Regions from separate parts of the Oryctolagus cuniculus genome. Here region 1 is linked to region 2. A link is a contact called in public Hi-C data. All regions are on one chromosome and are shown on one strand. Each heading gives the region's core, a stretch centred on a gene start, on an enhancer-like site or on the middle of the called end of the contact. The rest is flanking DNA. Distances are from core to core; before and after follow the strand shown. Region 1 has its middle 220 kb from the start of GSDMC. Region 2 has its middle 1.0 Mb from the start of GSDMC.

Region 1 (4,764 bases), core at 1,367-3,866, 810 kb before region 2:
CACTTACATAACAGATTTATTTACCACTCTCATCTACACAGCTACCATAATTTGGAAAACAACCTCATTGCCATTCATGGATAATCACATATAAAAGCAAGCAAAGTAGAGTAAACCACAAGTATAGTTCAGACACAGTATTCTGAAAAACACTAGTAAAGGGCAGAAAAGTAGAATTTGGAGGAGATGGACCTGGATTAATATCCAAATTCTGTTGCTCATTGTGTGGATTCTTCTGGGCAAGTGACCTTGTCTCTCCCAATATCTTTTCCCTTATATGCAACTGGAGTCAATGGCACCTACTGTGCGCTGTCTTTAAGCTAAGTAAGAGAGACCATTCTGAGAGAATGCCTAGCTCAGTGCTGGGTACACAGTAGCTGCTCATAAAGTCATAATTTTAAATTTTTAAAACATTTTTACACTGACTGGATTTTTCTGTTAAAAACTTATGGCTGGAGGTATGAGCAATGCACTTGGGGAGCTAACATTTCAGGGGTTGGGGAATGATGTCACGTTCAAAGTGTGATGACTTGAATAGTGAGTCAAAGTGTTTCAGGCACATGGGATGGGAAAGGCACGACACAGTTGGAAGATATGGTTCTTTATCTAAAATTAGCTTCATATAAAATCGAGTTGAAAAGTAAATGGTTATTCAGTATTTTATATTTAAGTGCTTAGGACTTGAGTATACTCTGGCCAGTTCCTGTTCACTTGTGGCACAGTATGTAGACTTAACTCCCCTTGCTCCCACTTCTGGCTTCACCTAGGCAGCTATTTCCAGCCTTCAAAGTTGGATGTCAGGTTTGTTTGGACTTCAACAAAGATGAGTTGGGTCTTTCTATTTTCATGACGTTGATCAATGCTGCTGGTGTTAGGCTTGCTCCTTTCTGAGAACTCTTAAGCATATTATGGTTATTTATATACATGTGTGTCTCCTGTTCCAGGCAGCCTCCAGCACTGTATCTGACGGATTGTTCATGTTTTATACCTCATGAATGACTTGCAGTGTTATCACTGGAATGGAAGCATGTCACTTTAAGATTTTTGCTGATCTTCAATAACCAAGTCTCATGCATTACAAATTAAAGTCTTTATGGGCATGGTTTGTCAGTAATATTTGAAACTAGGGATAAACTAATGGGATCATTTTGAATCTTCCATTTCTTTATTACAAGATTCAACCTGAATGTACTTTGTGTAGACAAAAAAGATCTAGAGGTGAAAGAGAATTTTTCATTGACCTTAAGAAGGTGAGGATCTTGTGGTGTATATAGGTAAGTACAATCTGTAACAAAAATGGAAGCAAAAGTTGAAAAACTACAGCAACAGAAACAGTGAGCAGTCCATTAAGGAAAGTGTGCATAGGAATGGTGTGGGCACAAACAAATGGAAAGTTTATCACAAATTCATTTTCAATTTGCATTTAATCCTGATGTTTATTTGGAGGATCTACCTTTTCCTTTTCATGCAGTCATCAGAATATAACACACAGTTTTCTGCATAATGGCTTGCAAGCTCCAGGAGGGCAGTAGTTTGGCACTGTATCATCAGTACTTTGCTTAGCAGAGTCCTTGGCACATAGTAGGTGCGGAATGCACACTTGTAATAATAAGCTGTGATACAGGTCTGTAAAGGGAAGATTGGTGCAATGCCTGGTATCCTGGAGTGCATTCTTGCTTATGGGAAAGGTATTTCCTTTCCAGTTTAAGTGTCTTGAACTTTAAGTCTCCGCGTTGGCACTTTTCAAAAGCTAAGGGATTCTTAGACCATAAGCACAATTCCAAATGTACAACCATTCCCGGCAACTGAAGGAGCACCCGTGAAAGTCAAAGGGGCTTTCTCCAAATGGACCAGATTTATAGCGTGAGAAGAGCTATATGAATCTAGGCCAGAGGCCAAGGGTTCTCATTTATTCCATCGTTGGCAGGTGAGGTCCTCAACAAGTTGTAAAAAGTACTGACTTCTACAAGCCTGCTCTTGAAAAATTCTGTGTATCCCCCTCTCTGTCACTCTGCTCTGGTGTCGGACTGCTTTAGGCATAAGTCAGTTCCTTGGTTCCAGAGGCAACAGGGGGCATTATAAGAATGGCTCTGCCATCTAGCACTGCTACTTTCTTGCTGTGTGGCCCTGGTTGGCTCACTTTTCCTCTTTTGGCTGCAGAATGAGGGGGAGGGGCCCTCTGATGACGACTCAGTTTAAGTGTCCAGGAAATTGGAGCCCAATCCCCGAGTGCAAGGCTTGGCTCAGCTACTTTTTACTGGCTGTGATTTATCAGTGGACAAATTCACTCTGTACTGTTACAGGAAGGACTCTTCCTCCTTCCAGAGACTTGGCCTCATTGTCCAGATTGCGAGCTCCTGGCTATGTTGCAAGCTCGTTGAGGACAGAGGTTGCCTTGGACCCTGTTCCTGCAGGGCCTGGTTCATAGCAGATCCTCATCAAATGTTTGTCAGTGAAGGAATGAAGCTTTATCCTTGCAGGGTGCTTAGTGTGTTGTGGCTGAAGTCCCTGTGGGTGCCTGCCTATTCACTGGGGTCCTCTAGATGGCAGAATCAGCTCAATTTTGGACAAGAGTCAGTGCCTCTGGCCTGGGCCATGCTCCTGGGTGGAGTAGTTGATTGGAAATCCAGTTTCATCTAGCACACAGGGAATCCTCAGAATAGCAAGGCCCTGGAAATGCCAGCCAGCCAGAATGAATCTTTTCTTTTCCAAGGAGTTGATGGGTGTAGATTTGTCATCGCCCATCGCCTGCCTTCTGAGCTGGGAAAATAGAAATAGAAATGCTGGCCCTAAAAGAGATGGGGAAGGTGGAGAAAAGAAGGAGCTAATCCTTCTTACCACACATTATTGTGTGGCCTCACATAGATTTTTCTCATATAATTCTCATAACAACAGCCTAGGATAAGCTGTGTTTTTATTTCTGTTATGTAAATGGCATTAATGCATCTGATAAAGTCAAGCAACTATTTTGGCAGAGATGAATTACCAAGTAATGATCATGTGACTTCACTGTCAGTTTTACCCCTGATCACCATTTTACATGGACAGAGGAAAGGTAAAAAAATCAAGGGTGTTGGTTAAGACTCTGATTAAAACCCCTGGGTCTTACACTGGAGTGTCTGGATTCTATTTATGGCTGATTTCTGACCTCAGCTTCCTGTTAATGCGGACCCTGGGAAACAGCAAGTGATTGTTCAAATAACTGGGTCCCTGCCAACCACATGGGAGACCTGGGTTGAATTCCTGGCTCATGGCTTCTGCCCAGCTGGATCATTGCAAGCAATTGGAGAGTGAAACAACTGATGGGAACTCTCTCTCTCAAATAAATGAATAAATAAAATTTAAACAAAAATCAAGGGAGAGGGAAATAGAAGTTTTATAGTCCCAATTAATTATTTGGATGTGTGATAAGTTGGTAAGAGTTGTCAACCCTACACAGTAAGGTCTGCTTAGCCTGAACAAATGACCTCAAAGTATTGGCAAGATGGAGTTTTATGTGGCAGTGAAATTTTGTTGCAGCTTCCCGGGGGTCCATTCTACAGAACACAGTTGACTACAGAATATGGATGCCTTCTGGCATGGGAAACTCTTGTCTGAAATGGGCTCATTTTCTCTAAAACAGATTTCCAGTTTTTTCTCTTGCATATATTTTAGAGCTGGCTGGCAATTTTGGGAGAAAGTTGGCTGGGAAAATTCATCATGCTTTTATTTAACAGATATTTATTGAGCTCCCATTGTGGTTTGGACCCTGTTCTGTCAAGCATAATCCATGCAAAGTTGAAGCATATGGAAGCCCTTTTTTAATAAAAGGAGAAATTGATACATATGCAGAAATAATTAGAATTTAAGATAGAAAATGCCAAGAAACTTGAACAAATTTCTGAATTTTGAGGTAAAAGAAATTATGTATTTTCAAATAAGGGGCTCTGGGAAAGCTTCATGGAGGAGGTGATATTTGAGCTGGACCTTGGCCTTCTAGATTACATGGAATAAGGATATTCAGTGTTCAATCAAGGAAGACAGGAAGAAGGGGGTAGGGACATAATGAAAGCCAATAAAGGCTGAAAAGCTAATGTTTGATGAGGAACAATGAGTCTTAGAGTTCACCAGGGTGTAGGAGAAAAAGAGAGCTGAAGTCAGGGAAGTGAGACTGACTTCACATTGGTGGGTCTTTCTATGCCACATTCCCCTCTTAGCATCATTACATTTCTCATTGTCCTTTTGCTTTTTTGCTTTATACATTTGATACATTTGTTATTAGGTGCATGAAAATTCAGAATTGCTATATCTGGTAAACTGATCCTTATATCATGAAATATGCATCTTTTAAAAATATTTATTTATTTGAAAAGCAGAGAGAGAGAGCACGCGTGAATGAGCTAGTTCTTATACCTGCTGGTTCATTCTTCATATGGCTGTGAAGGCTGGGGCTGGGCCAGATTGAAGCCAGGAGCTAGGAACTCCAACCAGGTCTCCCACATGGGTGTCACCGGCCTGAGTACTTGGACTACTTTGCACTGCTTCCCCAGGTGCACTAACAGGGAGCTGGATAGAAAGGAGTAGCTGCGACTTGAGCTAGCACTCCAGTATGGGATACTTGCATTGCAAATGGCTGGCACTGAAATATACTTCTTCAAATAATGCTTCCAATCTTAAAGTCTATGTTGGTTGATATTTGGTATAAACCAGATTCCTGTTGTTGAGTTTTTGCTTAGCTCATCTTTTAAAATCCTTTGATTTTAAACTTTTCAGCATTCTTATGTT
Region 2 (5,152 bases), core at 987-3,486:
TGTCAAAGTTTTACACGTTCAAACATAAAGGTGTGTCTAATTCAAGGGTGTTTAATCATTTGACATGTGTGTAATGCCTGCCACTTCAACAACAACTTCACCACAACCTTCTGCATCTCCAGGGAAGAGCTCTGTCCCTGTTGTGTGTTCCCATTTCTCCATCATGTAGACTTCTACTATAGCACTTGCAACAAGTCATTGAATGTGTTGGGTTGCCTTTTCTCTATCTTGTTCTTAAGTCCTGGAGGGTTGGTACTTAACTTAATGAGTCTTTGTATACTCTTGGAGCAATCATAGTACCTGGCACAATATAATCACCTGATTTTTTTCCTACTGATTAAATAAACATATCCACAAAGAAATGCATGCAAGCTTTTTAGGAAGAGGAAGGGGTTGGTCCAGAAGTCATGATAAAGACTTGAGGGAAAACCAGTATCGTGTTGTAATGGATTCAGCAGCCTAATGAAGCTATTCATGACTCCCACCCCAGCTGGAAGTTGAAATGAAAGCTGATGTGAACCCATGTTCTGCTAAGAATAACACCTACAAGATAGCAATGTTTGAAATAAACTTGTCTCTGGAAAGGTTCCTGAGCCTTGTAATTTTACTTTTATAGTCATGGCCCCAGCATGTTTGACTTTTCAAATCCCCTTACAGAGATCCAAGAGTCTGTTTATAAAAGCCATATCTTAACTCGTTCCTCTGTGAGGTACAAGTGGGATTTGCACTCCACTGTATAAATTGGCCCCCTAGAGTGACATTGCTTTCTGCTCCTTGCAGGGCTTCTCTATTTCCTGGAATGGGAAGAGAAAGAAAGAAACATCATATAGAGTTGGTCCTAAATGTCTCTTACAAACCAAAGTCCTCTAACAATAATAACAACAGTAAACAGTAATAATAATTGTCCAAAACAGTTGTCATCCATGAGACAAGAGTAAATGGGGAATTAATAGAAGAAACTAGATTAGTACCACAGGAGCAATAAGACATTTTGTGATGTTCCAGGAAACAGAAAGGAGCCGGGGACATTGCAAACAAAATTGGAAAACTATAAACAGGTTGTAACACGTGGTAAAAAGAATCAGAATCTGTTTCAGGATTCAGAAAAGGCTATTTTGATGTGAAACATATTGGAGATCTGGTAAACACTTAAAAGACCAGAGCCCTGTCATCACAAATATATTTTGGTGGCATTTTAATCTGTCAGCCTAACTAAACTGAACTACATTTCCCAGAATTCCTTTCCTAGAATGCTTTGGTTTGTGTGGTCCACAACACAGACTGTTGTGCAACTAAGAAGGGTGCCAAGGCCTATTGTGGATTACAGAGGATTTCAGCTTTCTGTTGGGTCACCTTGTCAGCATGGGCAACAGTTGGACTGGCAGCTGCTCAAGCTTCCTCCAGTTCCTTCTTCTGCTTCTCCTTCTTCTGGGGCAGGTATGTATGTTTAGCTCTGTCATCAAAGTGGCCCACATCTTCTTCATGACACCCATATCATCACAGTCAGAAGTAGCAGGAGCTGACATATATTGCACCACATCCTGGTGGCTTCCAATTTCCCCCACTTTCATCCATCTGCCTCCCCCACGTTTGCCTTAGGTTTCAAAGTCCGGTGCTAGATGGATAAACAAGAGTCTTGCAGACTCCTTCACCAGCATCACATTAGGCAAAGTTAAAATCTCTGTAACAATTCTCATATTATGTGCATGCTGATAGTACTTATGATGTTGCTTTTATGAATGGACACTGATGGAAAGATCATGCACTTTCAACCAGACTCCACTCTCCTTAGCCCTTGTGTTTAAACATCCATGTAGATGCTTTATCTTTATGAGCCATGGGTTTCTTACCTGTAACATGGGGATAATGCTTACTTCATAAGGTTTCTGTAATGATTAAATCAAATAAATATGAAAAGCGCTTCACTCATCATAGGTGATCCATTATGACGGGGAGTACTTTGTTCCCTGTTGACTTAGATAAATTTCATCTCTTCCATCTATCCAGAGAAGCTTTGATAGAACAAATGGTGCCTAATATATGCTACCAGGTTATTTGTGATGAGTAGTCACAGCTGCCCACTTCCAGAAGTCAGTGGAAATGAGGCTGGTTTGATTCAGGCCATGGTTGCTTTCTCCAAAGTGAGTCACTGCAGGCGACTTCCTCTTCACTGCAGGGAAATAAATGCCTCACTCAGAATGAGATGAGCACATATGGCTCAGTTCCTAATCCCCAAACATTTCCATATGGCCCACTGGCTGTGTATTCCCCAGCTCTGACTCTCCCAGCTATCCTTGACTTTCTTGGTATCAGAGTGATGGAAGCCAAAGTTGCTGAGAAGGAGGATGAGAGCCCTGCCAGTCAGCTTCTTGAGTCTCTGATTAGCTTCTAGCTGAACCCACCAGTGGCCTCTTAGCATTCAGACAGCTTCAGGAATCTGTATCTGACACCAGGAGCTTCTTGGGACACACACAGCTTTCTTTATCTTAGTTATGGGTGAAGTCAAAGTTATATTCCCAATGACAAGTCCTATAATCAAAAATCTTCCTTATATTTATTTGAGAAGGCAGAAGCTAGAGAAAATGATTCCAGGAAAGAGTCAATATCCAGCCTCACTGGTGGAACTCCCTGTAGAAGCTGTAAGAAGTAAAAGAAAAAGCACTGGGCTGAGCATGAAAAGACAGGGATTTCAGTCCAAGTACATTACTCATGGCTAATGGAATTGTGGAAAACCCCTTAATTCCTCTGACTCTGTTTTCCTCCCTGTTGCCATCTCAAAAGTCCATTGTGAACTATGAATATTTACATTTTAGCATGAAAACTAACAAAGAAAAACTAGACTGTCAGTAATAAACACTTTCAAATGTTTTCTGTGTGCCAACTGCTTTGCAAGATTCATAGAGTAAACAAAGAGAAATACTTGATTCTTATCTTCAGGGCAAAGTTAAGACTTAAGTGTTAAGAATTTATTACATAATATCAAGCAATAATAGAAATTAGTCAAAGATAGAATGTAATTAGTTGTCATATTATTTGTTCAGAAACTATGTGCCAAAATAAGTAAAAGAAATTGAAAGAAAAACCAAGGGAACTGTGAAACAAGTACAGCAGATGGATGGGCAAAGTTAAAATAAGAGGACCAGGCAAGCACACTAGACTCTTGGCCTCAAACTAGAAAATTGGTCATAGACAAGACTCTAGACATCTCAAGCCCAGTATTGTGGCACAGCATGTTAAACCAACCACTGCTTGTGATGCCAGCATCCCGTGTTCAAATCCCAACTGTTCTACTCTGATCCAGCTTCTGGCTAATTATCCTGGGAAGGCAGCAGAAGATGGCTTAGGGTCTTGGGCCCATGCCACCCATGTGGGAGACCAGAATGCAGTTTCTGGCTCCTGGCTGCAACCTGGCCCAGTCCTGGCTATTACACCCTTGAGGAAGTGAATCAATGGGTGGAAAATCTCCCTCTATTTCTCTGTTTCTCTCTCTGTCTCTCTCTCTGTCTCTCTCCCCGATGTATTTCTTTTAAACAAAGAAACAGCAAACAAACCTTGAAAAAGACTCTAGACATTTCACATCCTTAGTTTTCTCGTCTATCATAAGGAGCTACCATGTTAATCTTAGAGGGGACCAGCCTATGTAATTAGATGATTCTCCCTGCTGCTTTGAATAGCATTGCACAAATTAAAGTCATTGTTAATCAGATAACTGACTTTGCTAAACACCAGGAATGGGCAAACAGAATCACTTACAAGCACAGTCAGATGTATCAAAATAAGGGCAAACTGTAGGATTTCCCCCCAAAAGGTTAGTGATTGTGCTAGGAAGATGTGATTTATAGTCAAGGTACTATTGTCATCAATATACTGAAAACAATGTTGTGTGAATCCATTCACATATATTAAACTAAAACAAGATGAAAGTAGATAATCTGGCTTGAATTACCAAACTAATATAGAATCAGAGCATTTCAACTCAAATTCTCACCCCCTCTGGGAAGAGTACAACACTGACAATTTATGTAAGGAGACGAAAACGTGTGAAAATTTTCACCACAATCCCTTTTCTCACAAAGCCAAGCATTTGGTGTCTTTTTTGCAAGTCTGCAAAATGACACAGAGAGTTCTCAGGCTGTTGAGAACAGACTGTCCCTTTGGCCCACGTGGAAGGGCGGTTAGGTGCTGACTGCTGAGTAACATGTCTGAAGCACAGACATGATATTTTCATTGCAACTTCAGTGGTTTGAATAGTATGACTGTGGCTTTTTATAGAATTATTGTTCTGGCCCTGTACATTTGCAAATCGGTTTTCAATCAAGTGGGAGCCTTGTCTCCTGCAGGGTGATATTTCAAAAGGAAAAAGTGAGCATCTTAGCCTGCTTCCCTGCATGGAGATTTAACAAGAGATTTAACTGGATGAGGGCTCTGACTTACCCAAAGGTAACAGACATTGCATGTAGCTTTGTCAAGAATCTGACTTCTGCCGGCGCTGCGGCTCACTAGGCTAATCCTCCACCTTGTGGCGCCGGCACACCGGGTTCTAGTCCTGGTCGGGGCGCCGGATTCTGTCCCAGTTGCCCCTCTTCCAGGCCAGCTCTCTGCTGTGGCCAGGGAGTGCAGTGGAGGATGGCCCAAGTACTTGGGCCCTGCACTTGCATGGGAGACTAGGAGAAGCACCTGGCTCCTGCCATCGGATCAGCGCAGTGCGCTGGCTGCAGCGCGGCGGCCGCAGCGGCCATTGGAGGGTGAACCAATGGCAAAGGAAGACCTTTTTGTCTGTCTCTCTCTCTCACTGTCCACTCTGCCTGTCAAAAAAAAAAAAAAAAAAAAAAAAAAAAAAAAAAAAAAAAGAATCTGACTTCTGACATTGTAGAACACAGAAAGACCTTACTGGTTTTGATATCCTGGCCACCCAGCACAAGTAACATCATGATTACTATAGTAATTCCTTAATTTGCAAATAGGTTTGGATTAAAAAGAACTTCCAGATTTATCTTAATGTTTCCTCCCCACCCCATTTTTCTTTTACGTTCCCCTAACATTCCCCAGTAACATCTTTAGGTCTGACATCCCTACTGGATGCCTGTTGAGGATAGGAGTAGGTCTTGTTCATGTTGATTTCTGTTACTGGATCTGATGCTTGTTTCACAAA

What was found. A called contact is a pair of places that touch in the nucleus more often than the background predicts.
Region 1: a Hi-C map of skin fibroblasts shows a contact between it and region 2, with 4 times the contacts expected there. The contact joins two enhancer-like sites. A contact is called at or near these places in 2 of 6 Hi-C or Micro-C datasets (skin fibroblasts and an unstated tissue).

The regions. Positions count from the first base shown.
Region 1 is chr6:155,290,678-155,295,441 of mOryCun1.1, reverse strand. No RefSeq gene overlaps it. Among named protein-coding and RNA genes, the nearest start is that of GSDMC, 220 kb to the left of the region's middle. Within about 2 kb of position 2,616, at least 1 of the 8 cell types and tissues checked has an H3K27ac peak or open chromatin away from gene starts, as enhancers often do.
Region 2 is chr6:154,481,700-154,486,851 of mOryCun1.1, reverse strand. No RefSeq gene overlaps it. Among named protein-coding and RNA genes, the nearest start is that of GSDMC, 1.0 Mb to the left of the region's middle. Within about 2 kb of position 2,236, at least 1 of the 8 cell types and tissues checked has an H3K27ac peak or open chromatin away from gene starts, as enhancers often do.